2 separate regions of the Anas platyrhynchos genome follow, and region 1 is linked to region 2. A link is a contact called in public Hi-C data. All regions are on one chromosome and are shown on one strand. The core of a region is the stretch at or near the end of the contact, and the rest is flanking DNA. Distances in the headings are between cores, read along the strand shown.

What was found. Hi-C and Micro-C count contacts between places; a contact is called where the count stands out from the background.
Region 1: a contact with region 2 is called in a Hi-C map of F1 follicle, with 2.6 times the contacts expected there. The contact joins two enhancer-like sites. A contact is called at or near these places in 4 of 8 Hi-C or Micro-C datasets (F1 follicle, F5 follicle, liver and 1 more).

What each region holds. Positions count from the first base shown.
Region 1 is chr8:30,063,231-30,068,367 of IASCAAS_PekinDuck_T2T, reverse strand. MAST2 (microtubule associated serine/threonine kinase 2) reads right to left here. Exons shown (of 30, transcript XM_038183262.2): 4 at 1,768-1,799. Among named protein-coding and RNA genes, the nearest start is that of MAST2, 81 kb to the right of the region's middle. Within about 2 kb of position 1,942, at least 2 of the 8 cell types and tissues checked have an H3K27ac peak or open chromatin away from gene starts, as enhancers often do. A contact at or near this core is called in F1 follicle, where this site is marked.
Region 2 is chr8:30,010,152-30,015,530 of IASCAAS_PekinDuck_T2T, reverse strand. All of the region lies in intron 3 of MAST2 (microtubule associated serine/threonine kinase 2), which reads right to left. Among named protein-coding and RNA genes, the nearest start is that of MAST2, 28 kb to the right of the region's middle. Within about 2 kb of position 1,835, at least 2 of the 8 cell types and tissues checked have an H3K27ac peak or open chromatin away from gene starts, as enhancers often do. A contact at or near this core is called in F1 follicle, where this site is marked.

The DNA.
Region 1 (5,137 bases), core at 693-3,192, 53 kb before region 2:
CAACACAAATATGCATAAGCCACAATGCACTACTGACTTCTTAAATAGTTATACTTTTCAAACAAAACAAAAAAAAATCATTTGGTAGAATTGACAACAGAATCTATGATTCCAGAAAATACAAATAATCAACTAGATAACAAGTTCAACTAACCGAATACATTTCAATTCTCCCTAGACTTTTAGTCTCACTAGTAGCTGCAACCTTGTTTAAAATTTATAGCCTGGATCTTCCCGACACAGGTTGCTGAATTTCTTCACATAATGATGGCTTAAAAGGCATTAACTTGTGGAAGAAAACTAAAGTAAAGTAATAGAAACTAAAGGTGTTAAATCAGTGTAGAAAGAAAACATTCAGTCATTCAGTTTAGTTACTACTAAATAAAATGTTACACATCTGAAGGATTTCATTTACATCTCAAATATTTCAAAGGTAAGTGTATGTGTAGTTTAGTGTCATACCCACCTCCACACTTGAATGAGGGAAGGGAAAATCTCTGGCATCGTCAATTTCAATTCCAAAACTTTTGTTATAAAAATATCTAAGTTATATTAAATAAACAAACAAAAACCCTGTTGGTAACTCACTACTCCAGCAATTTTTCAAAGCACCTTCACAATCTTAAACTCCTGAACATCACCATTCTTACAAATCTAGCAAATATAGCTAAACCAGCCTTTAAGGCATGCTGATATATATATATATATATATATATATATATATATATATATATATATATATATATATATATATATATATATATACATATATATAAATAAATAAATAAATAAATAAAAGCTATCAGAGTTTCATGTTCTTCTTTACCTAACTCACTGAGTGTTTCACCACTGTCATGTGAACTAAGTAAAAAGGTTTGGTCATACCCCATTTAAAAGAAAAAAAAAAAGCCCTTTTGATCCGTTGTATTGTTCAGCACTGAATTACTGGCACTACACAGCATTTTCCAAATGCTGCCTCTTATACAAAGGAGAGAGCTCACATTAAAAGATTGAAAGTTTTTTCTCATTAAAACCAGAAACCTGAGGAAGAAAGGTTATATGCTTTTGTGAGCTTTGTCTAGTATACAAGCTTTGGGAAGCAATTTTAAATCATAATGCAACAGCAGCCAGTTCAAATGCTTTCTCTTTTATACAATGCAATCAATAATGCAATTTGTTCCACCACAAATCTGTAAGTATGGTAAAGTTCTCCTACTACCACTGAAACATTTGCTAAAATTTTTAAGCACCATGTACTAGAACAGAAATATATATATATATATTTGTTTAAACTTAAGTTTAAAAGCCTACTTTTTCCAACATTTGCTACTTTATTAAAATATCTCTATTATACTGACTGTTTATTACACAAACACCTGACCCAGGAATACGTATGGGGATTTCTGTCCACTTGGACCATTTGAAGAGCAGCGATCGAAGTTGTCCTCATCACATAAATAATAAGTGACTGCCGTGGAGTCACTTGAGGGATGTCAGTGCAAGCAACACTCAACACCACAGCTACTTCCATATGGGGGTCAACTGAAACTGGTAATTACAAGTAAGCTTACACTACTCCTATCTTTCCTACTATACTTAAGGAAATGAACAGGGGTTTAATCTCTGAGAAATGCAAGCTGTTGCCATGTGTATGACTGATTCTGTCAGAGGAAAGAGAGTTAGCTGCCTGTTTATATGACTTCCACAAGGGAACAGCTATATGTGTTCAAAACAAAGAAGCATCAAATAAAGAATAGCTCTACTTACAAGCTTCCTCTTCTAGGTAGACTGAGCTCCTTCTGGAAAACAGAAAGAAAACGGAGAGTTAATTTTACATGCCAATATGTATTACCCACCTACATATCAGCGAATGGACAAGGCCTTGAGAAAACAGCGGTTTGCACCCAAGCAGCAGGATCAGGGAAGCCTTGGGATTTCAAGGCAAGGGTTTCACTTTGTGCTGTGATTCTGTGTAAGGCAGCAGCAAGCCCTGGCAGCCAGCAGCCCGCAGCAGCCCGCGGCCCGGCGCCACCAGGTGGCAGCAGGCGGCCGCGGGCGGCAGGGGGCAGCGGGAGCGCGGCGGGGTCCCGGAGCCCTCCCTCAGCCAAACCCGGGGCGTGGAGAAAATCAGTCCCTTTCCTTGTCAGTCCCCTCGGAAAGCCAGTGCAGGCTGTGCCTGTGCCGTGCCAGCGGTGGGCAGGGGGCAGGACACCTGAATGAGGCCTTAGAAGCGGCCCCTGGCAGGTTCTGGGGCTGCTGAATTTCAGCTTTTCGCACCAAAATGACAAGTATGTGGCCAAGTTCAGTTCCTGGCTTCCAGAGTGCTGACCTAAGTGATGTATTTTTCTTCCCCCAAAGGAAAAAAAAAACAACTAATTTTTTTCGACTGAATATTGAAGACAGTGAATGGAAAAAAAAAATCCATAAAATCTGGTAACCACTTCTCCATGTTTAGATACGGCGTTGATGTAGATTTAAATGATTAATAAGGCTACTGACAAACCATCAGTACTGCTTTGCTAAGTCATATACGGGACACCAGTTCAAGTTTTTCAAAGGTACCAAAAATTCGCAGCTACTAGAACTAAAAAAAAAAAAAAAAAAAAAAAAAAAAGTCCAAAAACCTGCTCCTCTTATTTTCCAGTATGAGTTCTCTAAAGTTGGAGATTTCGTTGCAGCTTAACAGCACCGAGCAAATTTCATGTGTGAATTATCACAAGCCTGACAGCTTACAGCATCAAGAAATAAATTCCTGTCATCAGACAAACTTGTCAAGATCTAATCAAAACATTTCAAGTATGTAAGATAATAAATCATTAGCATCGATAACAGGTTGTATGTTTTATATTCTGAAAGGTACTGCTTCCACTCTCATTTGTTCGAAAGAATTAAAGTTTCCAACTGTGAAGTCTACATGGCGATGACTGCTCCCTGCCACTGCAAATGGAGAAATCCATATCATTATTATGTGCCTTACACTATGCTATGTTTACGTACAATAGACATGCATATATATGTATTATCTCTCCTGCACCATGTGGGCAGATGTTTTTCATTTATCCCCTTTAAAGAAGACCTAGCAGAACAAAGGTGCCTAGCAGGGCGTGCCTCTTAGAGCCAAATGCTGTGCTTCCATTTCTTCCCAAACAACCTGCCCCAGAAATTCTCCAACTGGACGCACTCAGCTCTGAAATTTCACGGTACTGGCTGAAAAAGGAAAACGGCGACCTTTAAGTCTCTGTATCTGCCTTCTAATTTTTGAGCCTTTAGGTTCATGTTTACAAGCTGTGCTCTGGTCATGAGGGCTGAAAGAGATAACACTCCTTTGTAGCAGCGAGGCTCCAGTAATTGGGACTCTGACATATAGACAAAATACCACAGGAATCCTCATCCAGTAATAGGAGTGGACGAGCCTTTTCTTTCCTCTACTGCACATTTGTTTTACTCGCATGATAAAAGCTTTAATACTCCCTCTATTATAGCTGTTTCTGGAATAAATATATACAAGGTTAAAAGAAGGATTTGGGCTATGGTCATGAAATCATCTTTTTGAAATCTGTGATCAACTGAGTTTCCAAATAAAGAAGAAAAAGTACCACCAGATGACATCTCAATGCGGGTGAACTATTATTCTATCCATGTAGCAATCGTTTTCACTCCATACCCCCACCTTGACAAATACAGTGCAGCTGTGGGATCAATAGGCAGTAGTTCAAATTTAATACCTCTGTGCTCTAGACAACAAACAGCACAATCAAAGCAATCAATTTTTATACCTGTTGTTCCACTATGCCTCATCTCACATTAGTCTTAAAATCCCCTTCAAAAGCCCTGCCAGTCATGCACCAAGCTGTGCCCACTGCCCCAGCACTTTCCCTTCCCTCTGGAGAACCACCAAGCCTGCACCCTCCCAGCTCTTCACCTCCTTTTGCTTCTCCAAAGCAGATCTGGTAGCAACACCGCTTATAATCCTCTGAATTAAATTGTGAAATGGTGGAACTGAGGCCAAAGCATCAGAGCTGGAAATTGCATGATAGTGAGCACCAGAATTAACAGCTTTGCTCCTCCTGAATCACCAGTGAGTTGGTGTCTACAAAAGTCACCTCTCAGCAAAGATGACAGACAATGCCTGGAGGTGGCAACAAGGAGGAAGCAGACTGCAGTCAGAACTGATGCCCTGGTTCAGGATGCTTCCTAGGGGCTGCTGCCTCTCAGGAGGGCATCACAGATCTCCAAGGAAGGAGTGGACAATGAAAATGCATACCACGGATGAGGACTTGTTCACATGGGGGAGACTCAGCTGGATCTTGAGATGGCTTAACAGTTTAATGCATGCAATGGGACCAATTGAGTTGAAATCTAAAAATGATGGGGTAATTGCAAATATGTGAAGTAGCTCTACAAAAACGCTGATTAAATAATTACGCAAAATATAAAAGTCCAACCGCATTTCACAACTACCCTATAAAAGCAAAATTCTGCTCAGAAGCAGTTTTATAATACAGACTAACTGTTTTAGATACTAAATGATTAGGGAGGAGGTGTGATTTGACTGGCTTCCACCCACTCCACAGAGGAGTCTGGCATTACATGTCCCTACATCCTTTAAAAATAAATCCTATTTAAAGACGTAAGATAACCAATAAAAGAGAGCTGAGCTGTGATCGCTTGGTCCAAAAAACTATTTACAAGGTGCAGATGTAACCCCTTAAGTAAACATGCTATTTAATCCTAAAGGCATTTCCATACTGGAGCACCCTTCCAGTGAGAATGACACATGAACATTGGGGATTTCGGCTGGCCTTTTCCACCAGCACACCAGCTTCCCTCAGCACTTCATCTGCCTGCCCCTGTACACATCACCAATATTACTCCAGCCTGCCTCCTTGCCACCTGCCCTGTAGGTTAACAAAACAACCCTCTAAGTAGAGCCTCACTTCTTACATTTGACTTACACGCAGTGATATATAGCGTAGGAATATTTTAAAACATTGTTCCACTTTATTCACAAGGAAGTTTTGGAAGTGGGAACAAATAACCACTTTCACAGATCCTACGTCACTAAAAAATAAGAAGCATATTAAATCTTGCAGTGCCCAAACGACAACAACAGGCTGTTCCAAGTTAATCTTTGCAT
Region 2 (5,379 bases), core at 586-3,085:
CAATTTGCTTATAACGGCATTTACTCCTCTGCAAAAGGCCTGATTCTCCCCTTCTCCACACTATCAGATCCTTGTCCTCACTTTCAAGTCTTATCACTCAGCCCATGCCGGTATGTTCAATCCTCCACCCAGAACTTGCTCCCCATCTCTCCCTCAAATCCAGTCCCTTCAAGAAAACACAAGTCTGGACAGTGCTTTAGCTCTTCAAGCAACACTTACCTTCTATCTCATCTCCTCAGAGCCACATCTTCCAAAATCCATAACTTACCAAAACTCTCAAAGATTTGCTCATAGACTTCACAGCATAAACAAATGTAAATTGTTAATTAGTATGCATAAATTTAGGCTTCACATAATCTTAATCTTAATCTGGAATCCATTTACTTACCATTTCAGGCTATTACTGCTATTTTAAAACACAATTTCCATGACTTCATACAGTAATAGATTTCATTCACATAACCATAGTCCTCTGCTATCTTCTACTTTTCTAACAATATGAGATTTGTACAGTCAAGTATTAAAAGTTCTTTACACCCTAGAACAAGTATATGGTCTTCATGAGCTGTAACTTTAATTATTTTTGATTATTTTTCAGTTAAAAATATTTTCAAATGTCTTCAGCAACATTTAAACAGTCAACACCTTACCTCCTAAAACACAATCAAAAAGTAAGGTTACCTATAACAAAACATTTTGGAAAAAGAGCAGCTTCGTGTTTCAGAACACACAAATGTAAATGAAGTTTTCTCATCAGACTCAAATGTCTGCTCCTGAGATAAGTATGCAATCAATCAGCAGGAGGTAGCTCTACACACAACTGGCATTAATGGCTTGTCCCCCAACTACTGCTATATTTTTCAGTAAAAAGACAGAGATTACATCTAATTCTTTTGCAAGGAGGTAGAAGCCTAAGCTCTGTGCACTCACATCACTGTGAGTATTCATATTAAACAGAAAGCCAGAGAGTGCAGTGGAAGACCAGCTTTGCAAGCTAATGCTTGATTTGCTAATCAGATACCTGCAAGTCACCACAAACTCTGTTCCTTCCAAGGCCTCATCACTGTGAAATTAGTGAATAATACACAGAGAGTCTGTTAAAGCACGGCAAAACAAGGAGGAGACCCAGATACAGAATTTCCTTTTATAACTAATAGGGTTTTGGAAGCAGAATATAAAAAAATTGAACTTCTAACTGCACTGCATTTCAGCTGGATTTTTCAATTGTTAATTTCTGTAGTGAATTTGCAAACAACACGCTGTTAATGTCCCCTTCTAGCTTCGGTGCACAGGAAAAGATCTCGCTCTTCTTTAGGTTGGCCCTGTAGCAATGGTGTCATTTTGTGTTGAAAATGCAATTCACTATGCTGAGATGAAACCTCCAGTACTTCAGCACCACCTAGCAGGTCATCGACCAAAACACAGTTAGGCAACACATCTTTTGACCCCCAAAAAATGCAAAAAACAACGATTGACCTATTTGCCTCAAAAAAAAAAAAAAAAAAAAAAAAAAAAAAAAAAAAAAAAAAAAAACACTAATCTTATTTTATTAACTATCCTAATCACCAGCTTTCTGTTACCAGAAAACCACTGTTGCAAGCCATGGTGCATTAAAATATGAAGCTAATTCACACTCCAGCTAAAAAAGAAGCCAGATTATTAGCAAGTGGTTACTGTAGAACACAATCACACAAATAGTATTCTTGTGCTGCAAAATCACAAAAAATTACCAGGATCTCTGAAAACCTTTTATTAGAAGTTACTTAGGTCTCAGGGTTAAACTATTTCTCTCAATTGCTACATGCCCACCAGCAGATGGCAGAACATCACCGCAAATTCCTCACCAGGCTTTCCAAACATCAGCAATTGGTTTTAGCCTTAAAACGAATATAAAGGGAATTATCTACATGGTGGCTTTAAAAACCCAAACCTGTAGCCGACTAGCCACTCTCCCTGGTAGCCAAGAATGATGCAGAGGTGAGGCACAACCTTTTGTAATAAAGAGCAGAAAGAGCAAACTGCACAGGGGCAATACACTGCCACAGGAGGTTTATATACTGGGTACAACTGATTCTATTCCTAATACAGCTATACTAAATCAAAAGCAAAGGAATGAAAACTCGGAAAATCAACAGTGAATATTCTCTCCTAAAAAGCACACCTCAACTTGAACGTCAAAACTAATATGCCACAGTGTCAAGTCTGTCTCAATTACCAGGTTTCCAGCACAGTCTCCCTCCCTGCCCCAAGGATGACCATTTGCCCCATTCTGCTCAGAATAACCTAATCCTCAAAGCTTTAGGTAACTGAACGGTCAGGATAGATGAGGCTGAATGGGGGCTGTCACCGGCTCAGTATAATTCAACATGGGAAGTTTTTCAGCGTGTTAGTAATTTCAAGTCCTTGCATCTGAGACTTTCTGTCCTCCAGACTGTTATTCAAAATCTGAGAGGTTTTGTTGTGTGGGTTTTTGTTTGTTTGTTTTATCTACTTCTTGTAGAACAAGACCAGGGAAAGGCAAACTTTCTGACATATTCTACAACATGATTGTCTCATTTTAACCATTACCTTGCAAAGTGAATGTAAAACCGTAAGTCATTTGAAATTTCTGAACAGGAGACTGACTCTGGAAGGAAACCTTAGAAGTCTATCATCAGGATTAACAAAGCACCAACAGTGTAGTCACCAGACTTCATCTCTGAAGATGAAAAAATGACCCAGACCATATATTGTGTGGTACAGAACACAAGGAAGAAAGTTTATACCAACAAGAGACCTGCCACTAAAACAGAATCCTCAACCTAATTTTCAAAAATGATGCTCAGTTTTCAGTTCAAGGAGTACAGGGAGCAGTTTAGAAAACTTAAGTTTGTAAGAAGGAAAGGGAAAAAAAAGGTTCAAAATTGCTTTCACAAAAGTATCAAATTTTCCAATGACAGACTTCCTTGAAGTGTTTTCCCATCACCACAGTTGGCAACAGGAACATGCATGGTTTCTTATTCTTGGAACATCTCTAATTTTTCCAGGCACTAGATAGTGAGCAACGCATGAGAGATGTAGCCCAGGAGTTGGGCTGGATCATCCTTGCAGGTCCCTTCCAACTTGGGATACTCTGTGATTCTCATTTATGGGTAGCACACTATCGGATGTTCTTTCACAAAAAGCTGGAGATGGTGCTTGAAATGTGCTATATGCCAAGGGAACACGCACACACACACTCCTCTTTCTCCACAAACGTAAATACGTATTTGGCAATGGTGTGGTACTCCAGTAGAGCAGCCTATCCTTAACAATAAAAATTAAGGGAAAATCATCCCTTGTCCACCCATACACACTCCAACCCTGGAATATTAACACTTTGCGGCATTGAAGTAAATTGCTTTTGGCAATCAAATTCAACTCTTTGAGTTTTGTCAAAATAACTGTTTGCAAGAAGACGCTCCCAATTCACCTCCTCTACAACAATATTCTCTTCTCAAGCTTTTTCCTTTCTAAAATTAACAAGCCCTGATGCTTTTCATGCCTTTTTTCATAAGAGAATGCATCCTTATCCCCAATCATTCTCATCAGTTGTCTTCAAAGCACAATCCACATCCTAACTCCTTTAAGACAGGGAGTCTGCAAGCCAAGTTTTCAGATAAATGAATCCCCAAACTAAGTCATGAGAGATTTTCCACATTATTATCCTTCTGTTCCTTATATACAGTTTTTCTATCCACCACCCCATATTTTTTTTCCTTCATTTTTACTATGTTTGAGTCTTGAGACCAGAAAACATCAGAGATACTCACAACAAAGCCTGTGTCTATTCCCCCCAATTATTTCTTTGGGTATGTTAGGGAATTAAATTCTTAAATATGGAATAAAAATCATAGGACACTCCTCACCAGGATGTCCATCTACTACAATCACAAACGTGTGTCTTAGAGCTCACGATGAACTGAAGGTAGGAAGTCCTCACATATTTAGAAGGCACACCGATCTGATCAACATCACAAGAGCACTTGGCATTCAGGCTATGATGGCTTCCTTTTCAAGTCAAGGATCTAGTAGCAACTGCTATGCAGGCACATTAAATCAGATTATCACACATGCAAAGAGCTAAAAGGTTCTAACAATAAATTATGGTTATGAAGTTTAGCATGTTAGAATATCATTTCCAATTCTTGAGCTGTTGCTAATAAGTAGCCTAGCTATCAGTCTTGTTTCAGAAGTTACAAACTAATTTCTAAGCAGTTGCTACCATTAATTTATTGTTTCACTTTGTAAACAAAGTCGGGAAAAAAAACACACAATTTAAGCACAACAGAAAAAAAAAAAAAAACAACACTACTGAATACCAATACATTGATACCTACAGTACCATAAAGTGGAAGCAGAAATAACGCACGTAGCTCTGAGTATTATGCCTTTCCAGTACCACACTCTCATTTCTCCCTAGCTATGCTTCTATTGTATTAGTAACAAATAATAGGAGAATTAAATGCTCTAACAATCAAGGCTGGCACATTAAAACGACACTCTGCATTACTGAACCTACTCATCTCTTAATAGAGCTATTCTTCTAAGAAGATTAATTATACTGGCAAGAAACCCTTTGCTGTTCTAATTTGTGAAACATATTTCAATACCACAAGCATTATTAGAAGAGCTGCAAACACGTAACTAGCTCCGAGATCCCAGGACTCACTGCATTTAATTAGGTGTTCATCCTGTGACCAGCTCTTTAGTCATTGCTTTAGAAGCCCATTTCATATAAAAAAAAAAAATTAATTTCTGGGCTTAATTAACTGCAACTGCAATTAACATACAGCCCACCATAAACCATACAGAGGTAGGAAAACGGCCATATACTTCAGTACCTAGCAACAACACAAAAGGACTAACACTGGATTTATAGCTAAATTTGTCTGCTTTAATTAGAAAGATTATTATTTTAAAATAAATTATTGACATTGCACTTCATATCAGAGCATTTGATAGACAGCACAAACACTGCCATGACAAACTGAAAATACATCACATTAATATGCAGCACTACCATGCAAACACATCTGCAGCCCACTGAATTGTGCAGAGCTGTTAAACAACAAAGCAGGATTCCAAATTAAATATCTGAGAACTAATGCTTTGGTTTAAAGCACAGCTATTTTCATTAAGCTATAAAACTTCAAGGTATTTGCCTACCACCAGGCAATAAATCTGTATTTTAATGTTTTGCTTTTTCCCTTTTTTCTCTTTTTCTTTTTTTTTTTTTTTTCTCAAGACCCCACCAGATAAGAACTTGGATGCCACTCTCACGTGCCAATTTTTACTTCTATTCATATAGAGAAATTACAACCACTGCTAAGAATAAATATTTAAGACTAAAACTGATAG